Regions from separate parts of the Mus musculus genome. Here region 1 is linked to region 2. A link is a contact called in public Hi-C data. All regions are on one chromosome and are shown on one strand. The core of a region is the stretch at or near the end of the contact, and the rest is flanking DNA. Distances in the headings are between cores, read along the strand shown.

What was found. Hi-C and Micro-C count contacts between places; a contact is called where the count stands out from the background.
Region 1: a contact with region 2 is called in a Hi-C map of the G1E-ER4 cell line, with 3 times the contacts expected there. A contact is called at or near these places in 4 of 39 promoter capture datasets (the 3T3-L1 cell line, the C10 cell line, hippocampal neurons and 1 more), 77 of 484 Hi-C or Micro-C datasets (the 3T3-L1 cell line, the AML12 cell line, the AtT-20 cell line and 50 more), 3 of 130 datasets of targeted methods (CD8 T cells, the NIH/3T3 cell line and embryonic basal ganglia) and 1 of 9 other capture datasets (embryonic stem cells).

What each region holds. Positions count from the first base shown.
Region 1 is chr19:17,010,026-17,015,759 of GRCm38.p6, reverse strand. The region is part of intron 4 of Prune2 (prune homolog 2); the gene reads right to left. Among named protein-coding and RNA genes, the nearest start is that of Prune2, 57 kb to the right of the region's middle.
Region 2 is chr19:16,802,608-16,807,760 of GRCm38.p6, reverse strand. No RefSeq gene overlaps it. Among named protein-coding and RNA genes, the nearest start is that of Vps13a, 24 kb to the right of the region's middle.

The DNA.
Region 1 (5,734 bases), core at 3,125-5,624, 210 kb before region 2:
GACAGCCTCAAAGCCTGGGTCTAAACCTCAGACAGAGACTACTAGTTTGCTGCTCTTGTTTTGGGGGAAAATGCTAAAAGAAAAAAAAAATACTGAAGTGTTGTGGATAGCCCTGGGGCTAGTTATATTTGATGTTAATTAAATCATGAGTTCCCATGAGTGATTGGGAACAAAGAATGAGTCAGCACTCAGGTGATTTCCTGTAAAGCTGCTTCCCACTTTAATCTGTAAAATAAAGGAGAGCCGATGATTGGGCAGATAAAAGGGAAGGCAGATCCAAAGGTGGGAAGAGAGAAGGAGAAAATGGAAGAGAGAGAGGACACAGAGGAAGAGGAAAAAGAAGAAAAGCAGAGCAGAAGCACATGGCCTGGAGAAACCGGAAGTTCTAAGGGATCTCGTAGATGGGGAAGATGGTAATGTAGCGGGAGATCTGCCCAATCTAGGCGCACAGCATGTAATCATATTAACTGTGTTGTATTCTCATTGCCGGGCCATATGTGAATAGCATCTTACCATGAAGAAGGTGAGACAGATTTAGTAAAAATCACCAGGCAAAAGTGGAAGGTGACCAAAGAGATTACGAGTAATTTTCAACATAAAAATATAAAACATAAAAAATGATTATCTTTTCTATTTGTATTTAAGACCAACACAAATGCAAATTTTACAAAACAAAACAAAAAAAAAACAAAAAACAAAAAAACCAAAAAAAAAATCATTTATCTAGCTTCTGGATGGCCTGTTGAAGAAGAACAGAGTTCTATGCACAACAACACAAAACCTGCGAACTTATCAGAGGCCCCCAGTCGCAGCTTAGAAGCTAGGACTGTGCATGGACAGCGCAGAGGCCCAGCTTCCCAGCCTTCCTGTCTAAGCAGCTGCTAATTCAGAAGTTGTAGCCACTGGGCAGAGAAGCCCTTAGACCTAACAGTGGTCTCAGAAGGCCTTAGAGAAAGCATTCAGGGAGAAGGTCTCTTAGTCATCTGGGTTTGATCTTATAAATAAACTTTATGGTGACACAGCCATCCCTGTTAATTTCTACATTGTTCATAGGCTTTTTAAAAAAATATATGAGGTCAGACTTAAGTGCCTCAACAAAGCCTGAAAGATCTGCTTGCTGGCTATCTTTGGGGAACAGTTGCCAGCTGCTGTCAAGGAGAAGGGTAAGACCAAAACGGAACGTTCTCCACTTATTGAAAACCCTGCTCTGAGTCAGTTTGAACAGATGTGGTCTCTGCGGCTCTCTATCAGCTGCTCTGAGATGGGACAGGAAGTCCACTCTCTCCACCTTGATCCTGTAACTAATGTTCAGCCATCACTCAATGGCTACTCCGTAGAAGGAACTAAAACGGAGTGATTGTAAACTGTGGAAGGAAAACTCATGAGAAGACGAATGGAGAGAGCCAAAGGGAATGAGACGAAACTGGCCAGAGAGTTACAATCTTAGAACCAATCAAGTGAAATTTTAAAATTCTCAATTTAAAGGCTGGCCTTAAGAACCTCATATCGTTTTCCACAATAGATCAGATGTGGTGGGGAACTGGAAACTAAGTCAGAAGAAAGAATGTATGCTGAAGCGTGGAGAGGAAAATGTAGGGATCTAAGAAGAAGAGGGTTTTTAATATGCGCATGAACAGTTCCTGCTAGGGAAGGGAGAGAAAGAATTCTAACATTTAAGAAAAACTATGAACCAAAACCATAGTTAAGATAAAGATATATTGTAGGCAGTGAGACTGCTAAAAATTACATTTAAAAAAAAAAAGATTAAATCGGTGAGAAAGAAAGCATACACTAACCAAAACAACTGCAGAGAAGCAGAGGGAAGAGAGGAGGAAGGGGAGGGGGAGGAAGAAGGTGGGGGAGGAATTAAAGCTGTGTTTCCTCTCACAAGAAGTGTTTTCAGAAGCCTGGAAGAATCTAGAAATGGCTTGAGAATAGTAAGTAAATGAAGCAATTTGCCACATCTAAGAACAGCAATAAAAAACTGTATTCATATAAGCAATCACAAAAAAAGCCAAATTTTAAGTTTAATGGTATTGAAGTACAAAATACCATTATGTACTTGACTTGATCAAAGTAAGAATCAACTCTTCTTTGACTTGAGTATTTCTTTATTAACTCTTTCTTTTAATTTTGGTAAAGTGCATAAAGCTGTTGTCAAATAATAAAGCTGATTATATTGATAAAATTTGAGCATGTGCCTCAATAACAATAAGTAGTCTACGTGGCGTTCATTTTTAAATGACTGTAAGAGCAATCGTTACAAATGATGGATAAGCATCAGAACAAACAGTGATGATAAATATGTAATAATATGTTTCCAAGAAAGTATTTAAAAAGTTAAAATGCATTTTTCTTCAAGTTCTATAAAGGTGAGGCAGCGTGTTTACATATCTGCCTGCCTCCCTGGTATCAGGCTTAGCAGCAGCTAGCTGAATTCTCAGATCGCATCTGTTAAGGGCTGACCCTGGCTGATGCAGTCTGGCTTAACAGCAGTGAGCACATGCCCTGCTATCAAGGACTGGAGACCCCATTCAAGTAGGTGTTCTTCTCCACCTCCTGAGTTGTCTTTGATAAAGGCTATGGCCCAGCTTCATGCCAGAACACCCCTGGAAATTTTGCACTTCACATTAGCAACATATTTATTTTATAGGACTTATTAGTTAAAGCCTTGTAAATAAATAAAAACATCACCCACTCGAATGAACCAGACCCAGAGTCTAAACAACTCCATGAGCTTTGATGCAGTAGAAAAGCATCACAGGAGGAGTCTGCAGCTAACTTGTTTGTTGTTTGTTTGTTTGTTTTTTGAGACAGGGTTTCTCTGTGTAGCCCTGGCTGTCCTGGAACTCACTTTGTAGACCAGGCTGGCCTCGAACTCAGAAATCCACCTGTCTCTGCCTCCTAAGTGCTAGAATTAAAGGCGTGCGCCACCACCACCCCGCTTGCAGCTAACTTTTATTCTAGCTCTAAATCTGACTTGGGTTTTTGTTTGGTTTGGTTTGGTTTGGTTTGGTTTGGTTTGGTTTGGTTTGGTTTGGTTTGGTTTGGTGTTGGATAAGTACATGAAATATATTTGATACTGAAAGTAAAAATTTTGATGTGAAGTTCCACTATCTCTGTTCTGAAATCTCAGAAACATTTATTAATTATATAGCTTGTTAAATATCGGTACCAAGGTATACGGTAGCCAAGAACACCTGCCTGCACATTAGAACCTGGTTCTTAACGAGTGTTGATTTAACTTCTAGCAAAGTGTGAGGACAGAAACAATCCATAAACCCGTACCTAACGGTCTCCCAGCTATTCCCAGGCTGATAAGAGGGACAGAGAATTAAGAGCAAGCTACAAAGAAAACAATTATAATAAAAATATAACAAATGCTTCATTTCTATAGAAAAAAAATCAACCATAATATCTTTTGTTCAAAAGAATGGAGATGTAAACAGACTCTAGCAATTGCAGCCTGCTAACCTTGCCCATACCCCACTGCATCAGAAACTGGGAGACAGTCAGCGCAGGAGATTGTTGTTGTCTACACGATGAATTCCTAACAGAAAAAAAGTCCTCTTTCTGTTTACCTGGGATTGATTTTTTTCACAAACAAACAAACAAACAAAAACATTAAAGAATGGATGACAGAGGTAGGCAGAGAAGGAAAAGAGAAAGGAGAAAAAAGACTTACAATGAAATGCCCATTTTAGCTTAAAAGATACAGAAATAAGCACATTACTTGTTTACAATCCTTACAGATTTAGAGTGTCTGAGATTAAGAGAAAGGATACCTTTGTGTGACTGAAAAAATCAAACCAAGATTGAATAGATACTTTGATTTTCTAGGAGAAACTATAATTTCTATTCCCTACCTCTAGTCTCTTCCTAAGCAAAGTAGACAGCGTAATTCCCTCGGATGTTATCATCATTTGGAAATGGGATGAGTCACCCTTGGAACAAGAAAGAAAAAAAAAAAAAAACACCACCTTGGCTCTTTTCCTCTCCCATTTGACCTCCTTATAAGGACCTTTTTGAAGCTGCTAATCCAGTCTACCAAAATAGCAAACAACTAGTCTTTATTAAAGGTCAGCTGAGATTGCTTGATTGCTTGGAGAATGGAGAGCTTGCTTCTGAGGACTTGGGCGTGGTTCCCACTTCATCCTAGAGCTAAGAACAAGAGCTGCTGTTTGCTTTAGTCTTCAGCTTGCGGCTGCTGTCAAGACCTTATACAAACAAACTTGAAGGGCCATTTGGGCAAATCGTGGACTTGACAGAAGCACGTTTGGAAATCAGTGGCTGAGATCTCACTGCCAGATGGCTCCTGGAAACACACACACACACCACACCCACTCCCCTCTCAATATGATGATTCAGCAATTTAATGGCTCTTAGAGTTGGCAGCTGTCCCCTAGAATACATCTCTGAGGAAATAAACCCACAAAGGTGGAACAGTCTGCCAGGCTCTGTACTTGGCACAAAGCCAGAGCATGACTAAACATAAACCTGAGGCTGCAAAATGTGACAATGAGATATGGTCACACTGGGCATGTTGGAAAGTAATAATAAAGAAAAGAATCTTCCAGAAGGGAGGGGGAAGCAAAGCAAGAAAGGGGGATGAAAGGGGAAAAGAAAGAAAGAAGGAAAAAGAGAGAGAGAAAGGGGAAGGAAGGAAGGAGGAGAGGGAGGGAGGGAGGGAGGGAGGGAGGGAGGGAGGGAGGGAGGGAGGGAGGGAGGGAGGGAGGAAAGACCACACAATAAAGACAAAGACAGGTAGGACAGGAAAAGCCAGAAGATAGATATCAGGGTCCAAGTACCAAGGTCAGTGATCTTACCAGCCATGACAGCTGGGTCTTCCTGAACATGTAATTTCTTACACAAATAATTGAAAAGTGACACTTTATAAATATATGCCTTTCTGGATGAAGTAGACGGCATCAATTTGTGCCTTGAAATTACTAACTTTTAAATTAAAACAATATACAGTGGCTCTGAGAACGCTCCTGTTTAAGGACCGACCTGCATGGCATTTTCTTCTCTTCCTGTAACCACAGAGGGTTCAGGCAGGGAGAAAAGCAGGTTCCTATTGCAGCACACCTCAGAAGGGAAATGAAAACTCTCCACAGAGCTGAAGACCAAGTACCCGAGAAAGAAGCTTATACAAAGATGGACAGGGAGGAAGCCTGTGAACAAAGAAACTAAGTGCTGGCACTCTGAAGACAGGCAGAGGTACAGCGCTGAGATCTGCATGGCTGGAGGAAAGAAAGCCAGCAGCCTTGGTTGGTGTCTCTCTCTCTGCAGAACTCAGGCTGATGCTTCAAAGGCACAGCAGCTTCTTTTCCTTCTGTGGCTCACCAGTAGCACCTTTATTAAATGAAACTCCACCTTGAATGTGGGCTCCTCTGGGAAACACAGCTTCATCAGCGTGAAAGACCTGACTCAGGAGATCTGTGCTGCTGTACAAAGAAACTGCAAAAAAAGCCATGGGAAACAAGGATGCTGGCAACAGGGACCACCAAACTGACAGACTTATTCCAAGGATGAACTAACGTGTCTACTGTAGTGTTGTCCAAATTTGCTCAGTTAGTAAACAGTGGTAGCTATTTTAAAAGAAGAGAAATTAAATTCAAATTGTCTCAAGATGGCTAATTATTCCACCAACCTTGAAACACTGTTGCTTCGCTGAGTTACTTGTTAGCAAATACCACTAATTGTCCTCAGGGCCAAAAGGACACAGTGTCAA
Region 2 (5,153 bases), core at 1,726-4,225:
ACAGCAGGCTGCTAGGGTGGTTAGCAGTAGCAGGGCTGGGGTTTGAATCCACCCCTAAGACCCACATTCAGTTGGAGTGCCATTTCCCTGGCATGACTCACCCTTGCAGACTGATTCTGAGACTCAGGAATGGTGTCTTGGTCCTGTGTCCCACAGCTGGCATGAGGCAGGAGCTTAGTGTGCCCCCATTTTAAGTGGATGAAGAGACAAAGAAAGGCTGGCAAGAAGTAACTGGAAAAGCTCTGGGGGTGTTTGGGAAAGACCATGTCACCGTTTCAAATACTGTAGGAACTGCCACATGGGAGCCCCCATTTTCTTAGAGCAAGGTGACTTGACTTAAATGTCACCAGGGAGCTGGGGGACACGGTGCACTTCTCTGGGATGAACGTCTGTAACTTTCATGAGTCCCATGAAGCTGTCTATGATCCAGCATAAAAATGTCATAAATCAACTCTCCAGAGAAGCCAGTGAGCAGGTGTTACCAAAAAAGACCAACTTCAGATCTCTGCTGGGAAGAAACTCATAATGAGATCAGTTCAAAAGGAAAACCTTTACACAAAATGCTAAAAGCTCTGGACTGTGGAGACAGTCAACTGGAGACCAGGTAAACGTGGGAAGATAAAAAGAAAGGGGTTCCCATACAGAAGCGAGGTGGGAGCCAGGTGTAGTGGTGCAAGCCTCTAATCCCAGCACTGAGGAAGCAGAGGCAGCACATTTCTGGGAGTTCAAGGCCAGGCTGGTCCTCATAGAGAGTGCACGTCTACCTGTAGGTCATGACCCCTTTGGGGATCACATGTCAGATATTTACATTATGATTTATAACAGCAGCAGAATTACAGTGATGAAGTAGCCTTGGAACAGTTTTATGGTTGAGGGCCACCACCACTGTATTAAAGGGTCACAGCATTAGGAAGGTTGAGCCCCTTCCAAACAAATACAAAAGCATGGTGGGTAGGCTACCTAAAACAAACACCACCACCACACTGTACTCCTCCAGCCTCTGAGATCCCATAATTCTAGGATGCAACCCACAATGAAGTTGACCTTCAATCTTTTCTAAAGTATCATGGCATCATTCCAATGACCCTCTAACACTTATTTTTAGGTTCCTTTAGTTTTCTTAGTAAAACCAAACAACCGTGATGTAACTTTTGCTGGGATCTAAAGGGACTGTGGTCTGGCGATTCCCGCTTCCTTTTCCCCACAGCTATAAACACAGGTCGACTGCACCAATGACGAGGATTCATTGCAATGCCTCTGTCCAGGTACACACATGCATGTGTGCTGGTTTGCTAATGACTGAATTTCATTGTGATTTCTCTTCTCAGCACTGCCTTGTACTTAATCTGTAGCCTGGTTGACCCTGTGCCATGTTTCTTACTTTATAAATTAGCAAGAGCTGGCTATGCTATATTTATATCTATTAAGGCTTTGACTTTAAAGCACAAAGTGCAGAAATAATTGTGCAATAGACCAAATCCACTCTAATACATTGTACTAGACATGGCATCCTTTTCTCCTTAAAAACACTTAGTCATTTGGAGCTGTGACGAATGTTGGACCATCTAGTGATTGCCATATGCAGGGATCCATCCCATAATCAGCTTCCAAATGCTGACACCATTGCATACACTAGCAAGATTTCGCTGAAAGGACCCAGATATAGCTCTCTCTTGTGAGACTATGCTGGGGCCTAGCAAACACAGAAGTGGATGATCACAGTCAGCTATTGGATGGGTCACACGGCCCCTAATGGAGGAGCTAGAGAAATTACCCAAGGAGCTAAAGGAAACTGCAACCCTATAGGTGGAACAACAATATGAACTAACCAGTACCCGGGAGCTCTTGTCTTTAGCTGCATATGTATCAAAAGATGGCCTAGTCGGCCATCACTGCAAAGAGAGGCCCATTGGACTTGCAAACTTTATATGCCCCAGTACAGGGGAACGCCAGGGCCAAAAAGGGGGAGTGGGTGGGTAGGGGATTGGGGGGGTGGGTATGGGGGACCTTTGGGATAGCATTGAAAATGTAAACGAGGAAAATACCTAATTAAAAAAAAAACACTTAGTCCATAATCATTCATGACATAACAAAGACTCTCAAAAAACCTTTTATGTTTATAATCTTCAAGTTTTGCTTAACAGTATCCAGGAGTTTTCACTAATAACTTTTACTCAAATCCATTCCATTCTTTTCTTCTTCAGCAGTCAGCAGAGCCTGGTAGTACAGGTCTATGAACCTGCTATTTAGAAGGCTGAGGCAGGAGAATCATAAATTTAAGGCCTACACTAGCTCATGAGATTCTGTCTTAAAATAAAAACAGAAATGGGGTACAGGTTGGGGTCAGCAGAAGTGCCTCAAAAGCGGTAAATACATTTGTTTAGCAAGTGTAAGGGTGCTTTGGGTACACTCCTAGTTACAAAGAGGTGGGAGGAGGGGGAGGAGGGGAAGGAGGGGGAGGAGGGGAAGGGAAGAGGAGGAGCCTCAGTAGCAATGAATCTTAAGTGGGGTAGACTTAAGTGAGTGTGGGAGTCATCCAGAAAAGAAAGTAAATATTTCACGTCCATTTCTTCGTGTCTTAATAAGCTATATCTTTACCTAAAGGGGCAATAAATATCTATAGTTTTTATTAAGGAACAGCCTTCAGAATTAAGAGTAAAATAAAGAATCCTTGTTTGGCACACTGAATTATCATGGAATAAATTAAAATCTTTGCTTTTTTTTTGTTTCACACAGTCAGCCCTTCCTGCCAATCTTTTCTAAAGGAGAAACCAGTGCAAGAAGTGACTTGGCTACAGGAGGTGGCTTCTTCTGGTGTCACTTTCTAGAGAACCCCTTCTCTCCAGCCCCACCAGCCCCGCCCCGCCCCGCCCCGCCCCGTCCCGCCCCACCAGCCCCGCCCCGCCCCACCAGCCCCGCCCCGCCCCGCCAGTCCCCACCCAGCACAGCAGCTGCAGATTTCCCCTCATTCTCTGGGGCCTCCAGCCCTTCCTCCTGCCTCTCCCTGGGGCCTCCAGCCCTTCCTCCTGCCTCTCCCTGGGGCCCCCAGCCCTTCCTCCTGCCTCTCCCTGGGGCCTCCAGCCCTTCCTCCTGCCTCTCCCTGCCCTGATCCTGATGTCCCCATTGTTCTCCCCATCCCCTCTCCCACCTAGTTCCCTTCCTTCCTCTGCCTCCTATGACTATTTTATTCCCCCTTCTAAGCGAGACTCAAGCATCCTCACTTGGGCCTTCCTCCTTTAGGTCCATGGGGGAGTATCATGGGTATACTGTACTTTATGGCTAATATCCACTTATCAGTGAATACACACAGTACATGCTCTTCTGAGTCTGGGTTACCTCACTCAGGATGACATTTTCTAGTTCCATTCATTTGCCTGCAAAATTCATGATGAATAGCTGCATAGTATTCCATTGTGTAAATGTGCTACATTTTCTTTATCCATTGTTCAGTTGAGGGATATCTAGGTTCTTTCCAGTTTCTGGCTATTACGAATAAAGCTGCTATGAACATAGAGGGGCAGATTGTCCTCAGGTTATGGTGGACTATGTTTTGGGTATATGCCCAGGAGTGGTATAGTTGGGTATTTAGGTAGAACTATTTCCAATTTTCTAAGAAACCTCCTGTAGCCAGGCAGGATCCCCAGTGGAGGGACAAGGATGCCAACCCACTCACAAAACTTTAAACCCAAAATTTGTCTGTTCTAAAAGCAATACAAGGACAAAGATGGAGCAGAGACTGAAGGAGTAGCCAACTTGAGACCCATCCCGTGGGCAAGCACCAATCCCTGGCACTATTAACGATACTCTGTCTGTTGTGCTTGCAGACAGGAATCTAGCACAACTATCTTCTGAAAGGCTCTACCCAGCATCTGACTGAAACAGATGCAAATACCCGCAGCCAAGCTTTGGATGAAGGTCAGGGACTCTTATGGAAGCTGGGGGAAGGATTGAAGATGGTGAAGGGAACAGGGACTCCACAGGAAAACCAACAGACTCAACTAACCTGGACCCTTGGCAGCTCTCAGAGACTGAGCCACTAGCCAAAGAGCTTATATGGGCTGGAGTGAGGCCCCAGCACATAGGGCTGCCTTGTCTGGCCACAGTGGGAGAGAATTCACCTAACCCTGCAGAGACTTGATGCGCTGGGGTGGAGGGATGGCATTTAGAGAGATGATACCCAGGGGGAAGGCCTACCCTCTCAGAGGAGAAGGGGAGGGAAGGGGGAAGAGACTCTCTGAGGGGGTGAAGCAACATTTGAGATATTAATTAATTAATTATAAAAGACTAAATGAAGTAACATGGGAAGTCAGTATAAGTCTCTTTCAATTCTTAAGTCTTTTCACCGTTATAAATACTTTATTGACCTATCATTATATATATTTGTAGGGTCAGTGTGATAATTTGATACATGTATGCAAAAGGTCCAATATGCTAATCATCACTTGATCTCCTTAAGCATGTATTACTACTGGTTGAGATGTCTCTTCGATCCTAGGTTTTTTTCTTTTGTTTTGTTTTTGTCTGTTTATTTTGTTTTGTTTTTTTACAGAACATATGGTAATAGCGCTTGAGAAGCTGGGACAGAAGAATCACAAGTTTGAGGGCTATTTAAGATAAATAACGAGACCTTGCCTCAAAAAAAAAAAAAAAAAAAAAGTTTAAGTTGTGAAAAAATAGTCACTCACATATTCTGCAAGATATGAGAAGACTAGTTCTTCCTATGAAGCTTCTTTTTTGGTACTATTGCCTAAGCGCCTTCAGAGCACCTCTGATCTCTCCCCTCCTTCACTGTTTTTGTTTACAGAGATTAAAGAAAATTTATATTTCTAAAGGTGTAAACTGGCTACTTCTTCTGGCTAATACTTGCTGCCACCTACTGGCCAAAGCACAGAACTGCAATGAATAAATGACCAAGAGCGGGAATGGTGAATTCTATAGTAGCATTTGTGTGTAGCAGAGAGAAGGTATTAAACAGAACCGTGCCTTAAAAAAAAAAAAAAAGTCTATCCCACATTAAGAGAAGGAAAATATGTATCTGATTTGCATCTGCCCAGAGGATAAATACCTTGCCTGCTCAACTATTCCTTTATTCCAAGTTCCTCCTCATAGCTACAAAATTGTAAAGTTGTAGAGATCATTTCTTAACTACAATG